3 separate regions of the Mus musculus genome follow, and regions 1 and 3 are each linked to region 2. Evidence: chromatin contacts called from public HiChIP or PLAC-seq and promoter capture Hi-C data. All regions are on one chromosome and are shown on one strand. The core of a region is the stretch at or near the end of the contact, and the rest is flanking DNA. Distances in the headings are between cores, read along the strand shown. Region 1 holds the start of Casp4 (caspase 4, apoptosis-related cysteine peptidase). Region 2 holds the start of Aasdhppt (aminoadipate-semialdehyde dehydrogenase-phosphopantetheinyl transferase). Region 3 overlaps Cwf19l2 (CWF19-like 2, cell cycle control (S. pombe)).

Evidence for each region. HiChIP or PLAC-seq counts read pairs in DNA pulled down with a chosen protein or histone mark. Capture Hi-C pulls out chosen DNA fragments and counts their contacts.
Region 1: a contact with region 2 is called in a promoter capture Hi-C map of adipose tissue, with 2.0 times the contacts expected there. The contact joins the promoter of Casp4 here to the promoter of Aasdhppt in region 2. A contact is called at or near these places in 3 of 39 promoter capture datasets (the 3T3-L1 cell line, hematopoietic stem and progenitor cells and pre-B cells) and 2 of 9 other capture datasets (adipose tissue and liver).
Region 3: an H3K27ac HiChIP or PLAC-seq map of embryonic stem cells shows a contact between it and region 2, with 6 times the contacts expected there. The contact joins the enhancer-like site here to the promoter of Aasdhppt in region 2. A contact is called at or near these places in 11 of 39 promoter capture datasets (the 3T3-L1 cell line, the C10 cell line, the HPC-7 cell line and 5 more), 1 of 484 Hi-C or Micro-C datasets (embryonic stem cells), 11 of 115 datasets of contacts at active chromatin or transcription factors (the 230-238 cell line, bone marrow-derived dendritic cells, embryonic fibroblasts and 4 more) and 1 of 9 other capture datasets (liver).

The regions. Positions count from the first base shown.
Region 1 is chr9:5,307,107-5,310,166 of GRCm38.p6, reverse strand. It overlaps Casp4 (caspase 4, apoptosis-related cysteine peptidase), which reads right to left and starts at 1,318. Exons shown (of 9, transcript NM_007609.3): 1 at 1,253-1,318. The coding sequence starts at 1,259. It overlaps Casp1 (caspase 1), which reads right to left. Exons shown (of 10, transcript NM_009807.2): 10 at 2,886-2,984.
Region 2 is chr9:4,307,789-4,311,250 of GRCm38.p6, reverse strand. It overlaps Aasdhppt (aminoadipate-semialdehyde dehydrogenase-phosphopantetheinyl transferase), which reads left to right and starts at 1,757. Exons shown (of 6, transcript NM_026276.3): 1 at 1,757-1,997; 2 at 2,332-2,557. The coding sequence starts at 1,815. It overlaps Kbtbd3 (kelch repeat and BTB (POZ) domain containing 3), which reads right to left and starts at 1,508. Exons shown (of 3, transcript NM_001164574.1): 1 at 1,317-1,508.
Region 3 is chr9:3,438,465-3,441,844 of GRCm38.p6, reverse strand. It overlaps Cwf19l2 (CWF19-like 2, cell cycle control (S. pombe)), which reads right to left. Exons shown (of 18, transcript NM_027545.2): 9 at 700-790. Among named protein-coding and RNA genes, the nearest start is that of Cwf19l2, 36 kb to the right of the region's middle. Within about 2 kb of position 2,109, at least 12 of the 459 cell types and tissues checked have an H3K27ac peak or open chromatin away from gene starts, as enhancers often do. A contact at or near this core is called in embryonic stem cells and stem cell-derived epiblast-like cells, where this site is marked.

The sequences.
Region 1 (3,060 bases), core at 69-2,568, 1.0 Mb before region 2:
AGACACTATAATCATTTAAATGACTGATGTATGTTCAAGAAAACATCATGTTTTAAAACTTTCATCCATTAAAAGACAGTGTCCCAGAGAAGATAGTGTGTAGAGCTAGTATCTGTTCTGGCAAGGTTGAAAGTTTCTTGAAAGTATCTGGTATAGACAGCAAGGTGGAGGGGCTGGGTGTTAGAAACAGGTTACTTTGGTCAAATGTGGGCAACAGCAGCAGAAAAGGCAATGATCAGACGCTTGTCGTTTTTAAAAGACTTTTGCAGAGAGATAAGGTAAAGTCGGTGTCTTGCATGTGAGAACAAGTTTACTCTGCCCAAAGGACATTGGACCTAAGCTGACAAATACAACTTTTTTGTTCATCCTCACGTACACATTTTAAGAATAAAGCTAAAAATATTATAAGATGCATTTGAACACTTGCTACCAAAATACCAAGTGATTTCTCAGTCCTGTGCCTTTTCAGCTTCTGAGTGTAAGAAGGGTATATGATTTGAAAGGAATGTTAAGGATAGAACAGAAGGCTAAGACCTGGAAAGGAAGACATGAGTCAAAACATTGTGACAGGAGTCCATGAATGAGTTACAACAGTGGTGATTTTAGCAGACGCAGAGATCTAGCAAGAAAAATGGAATCATTTAAAATGGAAGAAGAGAGTAACTCTATGCTTGGGAAATAGGTGGTGACTTCAAATATGTGCCAATCAGCATCTCAGAAAAATGTAACAGTCCTAGAGCTCATTACAGACTTCTAGAGTCCTAGAGCTCATTACAGACTTCTAGAGTCCTAGAGCTCATTACAGACTTCTAGAGTTCTAGAGCTCATTACAGACTTCTAGAGTCCTAGAGCTCATTACAGACTTCTAGAGTCCTAGAGCTCATTACAGACTTCTAGAGTCCTAGAGCTCATACAGACTTCTAGAGTTCTAGAGCTCATTACAGACTTCTAGAGTCCTAGAGCTCATACAGACTTCTAGAGTTGTTTTAATGTGTTATTCTGGCTTTACCCTCCTCTTTGATTTCCAAAAAGGAAACTGAGAGATGAAGTTCTTTGTGGCTCAAAGCTACATATATCTCAGCATGTCCACACTCCCAATAAACAGTCCTTTCCGGCAGTACAGTAATCAGGCTTTTATGCCACTGCTCTGCTCTGTCACCACTATTTTTTTTTTTTAATTCTCTGCTTTCGCAAAGTCTAAATTCTAGGACTCAAGTCAAAGCCCCTATTCAGGAAGAGCCCCCAGACTCACCAGCCATGAGAAAAAGCCTCAGTTCTTTCGCACCGTGAAGACAGCTTGACAGAGTAAAATGAAAGTTACTGGGCATTTCCTTAGCATAGGGAGGCGGGGACTTCCAGGAGATGTTGAAAGAGCTGCTCAGAAAGTATCAACTGCTGTGGGGAAATCCCCTGTAACTCATAAAACTGGCCTCCCTTTTCCTGAATTTTATCACTTCGTCATGGGAACAAACAAACACAACTAAAGCGGCTGCAAAAATAGAAAAAAAAAAAATTGAAGTTGTTTACCTTTGCATTTTCTCTATTCTTCAGGGCTCCAGTAAGACACAGTGCTGCTTATATTCTAGTCTGGCTTCTCAGTAACTCAACCTCTGCTTTCTAAAACATCAGTTCTAAGTCAATGAAATTTAACATATTCATTTCTACTGGAAAATTAAGCAATTGTTTCCTAATTCAAGGTACTACAGCCTTTCTATACATATTTCTACAGACTTCGTTTTTATTAGACATAGTTCAGAGCAATCCTTTTGTCCACCCTGGGTGCATTTCATTAATTGTGCAAGACAAATTTTTACTGAGAGTGATGATTACTACTACCTGTTCGTAGCCTCTTGAACAAATAGGGGCACTTGCACGGTGCAATATAATGAATGCATGATCACATGATCTGAGGAGAGAGGTATGTCAGGGGAATGGTTAGAGAAAGGGGAAAAGACAAATGCTGTGGTGTGTTCAACTTTGAGTCTTTGGGGAACGTTGGATTAAATAGGAAGGATTAGAAAGGCTCTTGTGAAAGTGTCCTTCTTCAGCTCCTCCTACAGTTAACAAATACTGCTGAGAGAATGGATAAAGTAATGCCACTATCGCCCATCTCCTCAGTGTCATACTTATCTGGTAATTGTTCCCTGGTTGTTGGTGGCACTGACTGTTTTATAGTCTCAATCAGAATGTGAAATTTTAAGGTTCATGGGCTAAGTCAATATTCTTTGATCCATGAATTTTTTAATCCATGAAGGATAATAGCACATAAAAATTGCTTTGTTCTGGTCCAGGCTTCCAGAGTAATAAGTAAACACTCCATTTTGAGATTCCATTTATTATTTTGGCTATAATGGTCCCAGTTATATTTTATATGTTTCTTCTTCTGAGCACTAAATTCTTGGAATTCAGAAACCTGTGGTGTCTATATGACTGTAGGAAAAGACAAGCAAATGATATTATAAAAGAAATAATGGCACTCAGCCAGTTCTGCATTTAAGAACCAAGTCTAAGAACTCTGCTGATGCTCTGGCTACTGAGGGATTCTGGGAGAGAGACAGTCTTTGGTGTATACCAGGCTCCAGTGGACACTCCATGGTTACACTGTGAATTCTGGTTAAACTCAGTGGGTCTCAAAAACAAACAAACAAAAAAAGATATAGGTGTTTGAATAGGAATTGTACAGAGGAGAATAATTGTAGGAATAGAAGAGTACTACAGAGTGTGTGAGGTTATAGTAATCAGAATGCATTTTACACATGTGTAAAATTTTTACAAATAAATACAATAATAAAGACATGAGTTACTCTTCTTGTGTTCTGTCTGAAAGTCAAGTCAAATAAAGGAAAATAAGGTCGCAACAGAAACAACAAACAGGATAGCCTTTCTGTTTTGTTTTATTTTAATATTTATTGCATCATCTAAGGAAGTATTGGCTTCTTATTGGCACGATTCTCAGCATAGGTACATAAGAATGAACTGGATTCCTATGAGAAAGAGAAATTACAAAAACATAAGCATTCTTCTGAGATCAGTGCACAACACTGTAATGCTGGTATATAC
Region 2 (3,462 bases), core at 508-3,007:
AAAAGCAAATATGGTCCATCCCTCTGGAGTGATTGCTAGAATGGCCATCATCTTCTGTCTGTCTGTCACTGGCATACACATTAGAAATTTCTCCTTCTCTGTTAGACACTTAGCATAACATGCAATTCCAGTACTCTTATCTTTAAATACATATCAAACAACAACAACAAAAAAATCCCCATCTCTTGACTTCCTATTCTCCCCTAGGCACCACTGTAATTTTCTACTCCTTATCCAGGATAACAAGCTTGACAATACTCTTTTGGTACCATTACGTCCAGTCATCATGAACCTAGTCATGTTCCTCTTTTGTCCTACTTGAACTGCTCTGGCCCACGTCACCACACTATCATCAAAAACACGGGGAAAGACACTATAACAGGATTCTTAGCTACATAGGATGAAAAACAGAACTTGAATTATTATAATTACTGATAAGGGTATTAGTGCTTGCTGTCTTTATTCATCCCCACATTGCTTACTGTAGCTTTTTCTGTGTGCTTCAGATACCTTGTCACATTATGAGGTCTTTGCAATATTCACATCTTAAATAGCACCTCACTCACTCTTTTAACAGATAAGGGGTTATATCAAGATAGCAATGTCTGTGTGTGAGTGACTCAAACTGCCATGTAGCTGCAGAAGACTCGAGGGGTGTGTAATATCACAAAAAATGTTAATGGGAATAAGTACAGATCAGACTATACCCATCTCTAGGAATACAGAACTAATGGACAGTGGTTGTGTAGATTAGATTATTGCTAGCTTTCCCAGATACTTTCTGGCCACCTTAGAAAGGTTGAATCAGCATGACACCTATCTACCATCATCCACGAAATCCACATTCATCTGCAGAGACCAACTTTTCCATGGACCCTAACTCGTCCTCGACTTTGTTCAAATGGATGTTCACAGAAGAGCACCGACATCCATCTACACAAGCAACCAAGGAAACAGAAATGCACTGGTGTGACGGCAGGAAGAACAGCATGAGGCATCAAGGTGCGCAGAACCCTTGAGGGGCACAGCAAAGCTTAGAGGGCTTGCACCACCGATTCTGTTCTCGGTTGGCCCGGGGTAGACAGGGAGGTCTGCGGAGGGCCCATTGGCAAACGAAGGGAAGGGTCACCTCCCTGCCGGCTGCCATATAGAACTCCCTGTGCAGAAGGCTCCTCGCTGCGGACCTTTCCTTTCCGGAGCGCTCACGAGATGCACCACAACCGAGAGTAGTAGGAGCCTTGCCTCCAACAGCCAGATTCAAGCCGGTCCAAGCCGGTCCAAGCCCACTCCTCCCTCAAACCGCACAGCTCACCCACCTGCAACTGCAGTCGGTGAAGTCTCCACCCAGGCCCAGCCTGTAAACTCCGGCTGCGATTGGCTTGTGCGACTGTCTCGTTAGCTCTTTCTCCAGAGTGAGCAGCTAAAACGGTTCTGAGAAACTCTGGTCCCGCCCTTTCCGAGGAGAGCGAGCTAAGCTCACAAGACGTCACGCCGTGCCGCAGAGCTCTGGGTTGACTCTGAATCTCCGCCCCAAACCGCCCTGCCGGCTTCCGTAGGAGACGTACAGGTTGGGGGCGAAGCTGCGTCAGGCCACGCCCCCACGCTCAACCCTGAACTAAAGGTGGGGGTGGGGGGGTCTGTGAAACTTCTAAGCCGGGCGTCCAGCTACTTCGCACAGACGCCTGAAAAGGGGTGGAGCCTGGTAACGTCTGTTGCGAGGTGCTGCCCCTTTGCGCAGACTCCGGAGCGACGGGGCGTGGCTACGTCAGCGTCTGCTCTACCTGGCTTGAGGATCAGCGGACCGAGCCGGTCGTATGGTGTTCCCCGCTAAGAGGCTGTGCGTGGTGCCATCCATGGAGGGCGTTCGTTGGGCATTCTCCTGCGGTACCTGGCTGCCAAGTCGAGCCGAATGGCTTCTGGCGATGCGGTCTATCCAGCCGGAGGAGAAGGAGCGCATCGGCAAGTTCGTGTTTGCCCGCGACGCCAAGGCAGCCTTGGTACTTGAGGCCTGCGACTTTTGGGAGGCGGGCCGGGCTGCGGACTCCCACGTGCGCTCGTGGCGTTGCGGTCTCGGAGCCTCCGGAGTGCGTGCGACCGTCTTCAGCCTTCGTATCCCGGAGGCCTGGGTCACTCACATCTAGTCTTCCCTTGTGAGGTTGCCTGTGGAGACCCTTACCCTAAAATTGGAGGCGGGGCCTATGGAGTAATCGTCTGTTTACTAATGAATGTGTTTATACTTTGAAACTTAGAAGCCATAAATATACTTTCTAAGCAGTGTACTTATGCGATTAGTAGATAGCAATACACACCGTGTGTTTTATGTCTGAACAGGCTGGTCGTTTGATGATAAGGAAATTAGTTGCAGAGAAATTGAATATCCCTTGGGATCATATCCGTCTGCAGAGAACTTCAAAGGGAAAGCCGGTTCTTGCGAAAGACTCGTTGAATCCATATCCCAATTTCAACTTTAACATCTCTCACCAAGGGGACTATGCAGTTCTTGCTGCAGAACCTGAGGTACAGGTTGGCATTGATATCATGAAGACTAGTTTTCCAGGTGATGGTTCACTTTTATGACATATTAAGTGTTTTATGTCTCAGATCTTAACTATTAGGCAGTTGTAAGTTTACTGGCAGTACTTAATTTACTGATAAAACATTTAACCAAAAAGGATGCATTTCCTTTAACTTTTATCTATAGAGACAGTAGATTCTATATTACTGTACCTTTTAACCCCTTTAAATTGTTAGCTACATTTTCTTTAGGTATCATCATTTTTCTAAGTATTTTTGTTTTTTTCTTGTTACAAAATAAGCGAGGCTGAATTACAAAGATGAGCTTCTTTAAGCTCATTGTTCTGAGTTCAAGGAAACCCTTGAGGACTGGGATAATAAGTTTATTAATGAAGGTGGTACCCGCTATGGCCTTGCAGTGCTCTTGTATTGGCAATTAAGCTTCAGCATGAATTTTTAAGAAGCCTTTTTGAAGCACAGCTCCAATGAAAGGACTTAATGGTATTGTTGAAGGCTTGTTCTAAAGTAACTGCTACTGTAGAGGAGTCAGGCTTATTTTTGTGAATAGTCCACATGGGTTTGTAGCTCTGGGGAAGCTTCATAGGAGCTTTTTCTGTAACTAGAAGTTAGTGGAGAGGCCATTAGACACTTAGAAAAAAGATAGATAGCACAGTTAGTGCCTATCTGGAAATAAACAGATTTTACAACCCATTTTGTGAGGGGTTGACTGTGGTCAGTACTGAATAAGGAAGTCATTATTAATTGACGTTTTAAATAGTAGGAAAGTATTAAGCAGATATTGAAGATTCTGTCTCTTGTTAATACTTTATTAATCCTTTGACACCCATCAATTTTGATTATAACCGTTTCCTTTTATAGTTTAACTGGCTCAAAGCTTATTATGTTCCAATAACACAGAGGAAGAGATCCATTCAGTTGGCACTAGTG
Region 3 (3,380 bases), core at 860-3,359, 870 kb after region 2:
GAGCATGTGTATAGAGATGAGAGGACAACTTGCAGTAATAAGTTCTCTTCCTTTCAGTATGTGGGTCACATAAACCTCAGGTCATCAGCTTTGGTGACAGGATTTTAGGTTTTCATTTTAAGAAAGTAATAAGCACTGTTGGACTGCACAAAGCTCAGTGATTAAAAGCATTTGCTGCTCTTACAGACGACAAGAGTTCAATTCCCAGCACATACTTCGGGTGGCTCACAACTACCTATACCCCCACATATCTTAGGGATCCAATACATTTTTCTGGCCTCCATGGGCATCCCAATGTAAATGAATATACACAGACCCATATACAGACATTAATAAAAATTTTTAAAGAATATTAAATTTTTACAAAAAGAAAATAAGCATTCCTAATAAGTTAAAATGGAAATAAAACAAAGACACCTTTAATTCCTACAACTATGTCCCAAAATAGAAAAGTGCTTTAAAATACCATTTTTTTTCATAGATTTCAGAAATCTAATAAAGGGGAGACAGCACATATATTTCTCTGTAAGAGGAACTGTAAGAGTAGTATTTCTAGAAATTCTCAAGAATTTCTTTAAGAAATTAAGAAACAGTAATTATCTTCAAAGCATGCCACAGACTAAATGACTGATTGTTCTAAATAATCTGTGATAATTAAACATTACACTCTTCTCCAAGTGAAAACACATGGGGTCTTACCATATTCCCCATCATTTCTGCCTTGATAATCTTGGCCCCCAACTTGTTCTTTTCATCAACATTTAAGATATAGGTGGACTCTGCCTCTGGACTGAAGGAGAAACAGGACAGGGGACAAGCATAAGTCATAAAGCAACCTCATGCATTAGCTTAACTCACTTCAGCAAAACATTCAGCACTAATAGTAGGTCACAGTTCTAACACAAAAAATTTAAAATCAGCATTCTAGGGTGAACTACACTTCAACATTCTGTTAAGAACTCAAAAAATGAAAAAAAAAAAAAAGAACTCAAAAAATGGTCAATATAATACTGTTACAATAATAACTGAAAAGAGTCCCGATAATTTTAAAATAAATATATAAATTATATATATTGCTATTATATGTTAATGTTTTATATTATATTAATAATATTATTATATACTAGTATTTAAAAATGGCATTTTTGAATATTCAACCAGTGTAGTAGTACACACCTCAGGAGACCAAATTTAGCAGCTGTCATGAGATAGAAGCCTGTTTGAACTACATGGTGAAGAGGCCAATCTGGGCCATATTTAGAGACCCTGTTGCAGAAATAAACAAACGGAATCTATACACACTATAAGAAAGAAATAAAACAGCCAGGCAGTGGTGGTGCACACCTTTAAACTTAGCATTTGGGAGGCAGAGGCAGGTGGATTTCTGAGTTTGAGTTCCAGGACAGCCAGGGCTACACAGAGAAACTCTGTCTCAAAAAAAACAAAAAAAAAAAAAAAAAGGAAACAAAAGCACTAATACCACACTACAATTTTCTAAACTTGAGAAATTCTGTATTCCATATGACAAGTTATTGATCATCTTAGAGCTATAATCTTGAGAATATTTAGTTGCAGTCCAAAAGTAAAAGCAACAATTGTGCATTCTCTTATAAAACTGGCCCACGATTAATTAAAAACCAAAGTAATTTTGCTACATCCACTCCAGTGAAGTCTGCGTGACAGGTTTAGAAACCTGGAAGCAGTCCAGAGGCAGTGTTTCATGGAAACTTAGCCTCCTTGAACCCTGGCATTCCCATAGCACGTACACCCAAAACCTGTCCCCATGTTAGTCTGGTGTATAGATCCGTGTGCTCTCTTTCAGTATTGTTTTATTATAAGTGCCTTTAGGGATTGATTTTGATATATAGCTAAGCCTTTGCCAGTGTTCCAATGTCCTAGGAAGTCCTTGAAGCCGGCCATGAGCTTGGAATTCAGGAAAAATGTTATCTACTCAGTAACACTCAAATTTACTTCTAGTAGAGACAGTGAAACTAATTAGGCATTACAAAGAACAGAGCTAGAAAAGCTCAGGGCTAGTCTGCATAGTAATTACTTAGGACAATAGGCGAGTCACTCCCATACACAAGAAAACACAATGGCCTAGGAAATAGGTGGGTTGTAGTATTACCCATGAAAGGGTTAGTAGAACTGAATTCCCCTGGATCAGGTTTTTCACTAGGCCCAGAGGAATAGCATAATCAGGTATTTACTAAAGGACCTCTGGTGGTGGGTTTAACAATAGACTAGCATTGTATCAGAGCATTCACCTGGCTCCTGTGTTTAGCTGATCTTAATTAAGGGTTGTTCCTATTCTCAGTTGTAAACAAGGCCTGGCTCCCACTATCTTTTTATGTATGCATTTTCTTTGTTTTGTGTTAAGAATCAGTGTACCTTGATGAATGTATTCGCCTAGCTTTCTTGTTTGTCTTCTGTATTATAAGACTGGTGCTGGCTTTGAGAAAATACATTCAGATACACACTCTCTCTGTGTCCATGTCTGTTTGTCACTCTTTTCATCGCCAACTCCATGCCCACCTGTCCGGAACCCTAATTTTCCACAGATTGAGAGAGGCCGACTGGGGCTGGTCTATGGCATAATTTAAAATTGAGATCATGTGCAAATCTCAGAAAAAGCCTCATGTAAGAAAAAATTTCAGCCAACAACAGATAACCTACTTAAGAGTCAAAGCTACAAAACACAAGGGGAGGGGGGGACCTTGCAAGAGCCAGAAGGAGTCTAAAGCAAAGAATAGTAACAGTCCTACAAATCCAAAGATCTTGGTACAGAGTGCTAAAGAAAAGAACGCATATGATGAGAGAGTCCCTCAGGGCTGCCCTGGAATATTCGTCAAGGCAATACTTATAAAAAGAAAAACAAATTTACAGTTAATTAAAGAAATGTTCTGAGGTATTCTGGTAATATTGTCTACACAATAATTTGTCCCGAGCCGGGCGTGGTGGCGCACGCCTTTAATCCCAGCACTCGGGAGGCAGAGGCAGGCAGATTTCTGAGTTCGAGGCCAGCCTGGTCTACAAAGTGAGTTCCAGGACAGCCAGGGCTATAAAGAGAAACCCTGTCTCGAAAAACAAACAAACAATCCCCCCCCCGCAAAACAAACAAACAAAAAAATTGTCCCATTAGCCATAAATCATAATTGCATAAGTAAGAAAATATTGGGTAAAATGCTTAGGAAATAATACCCCATACAGTAAAATACTGCTCAGAACCCAAATCAGAAATGTTAAAATTAAGTAATAAATGACTTTCAACATTTCAGAACAAAAAACAAAAATAAATACATGACACATTTGACTCAAAATGTTCTTATGAAACTGATCAATTCATACCATGATTCATATCAATAAACAATGGGGAGAAA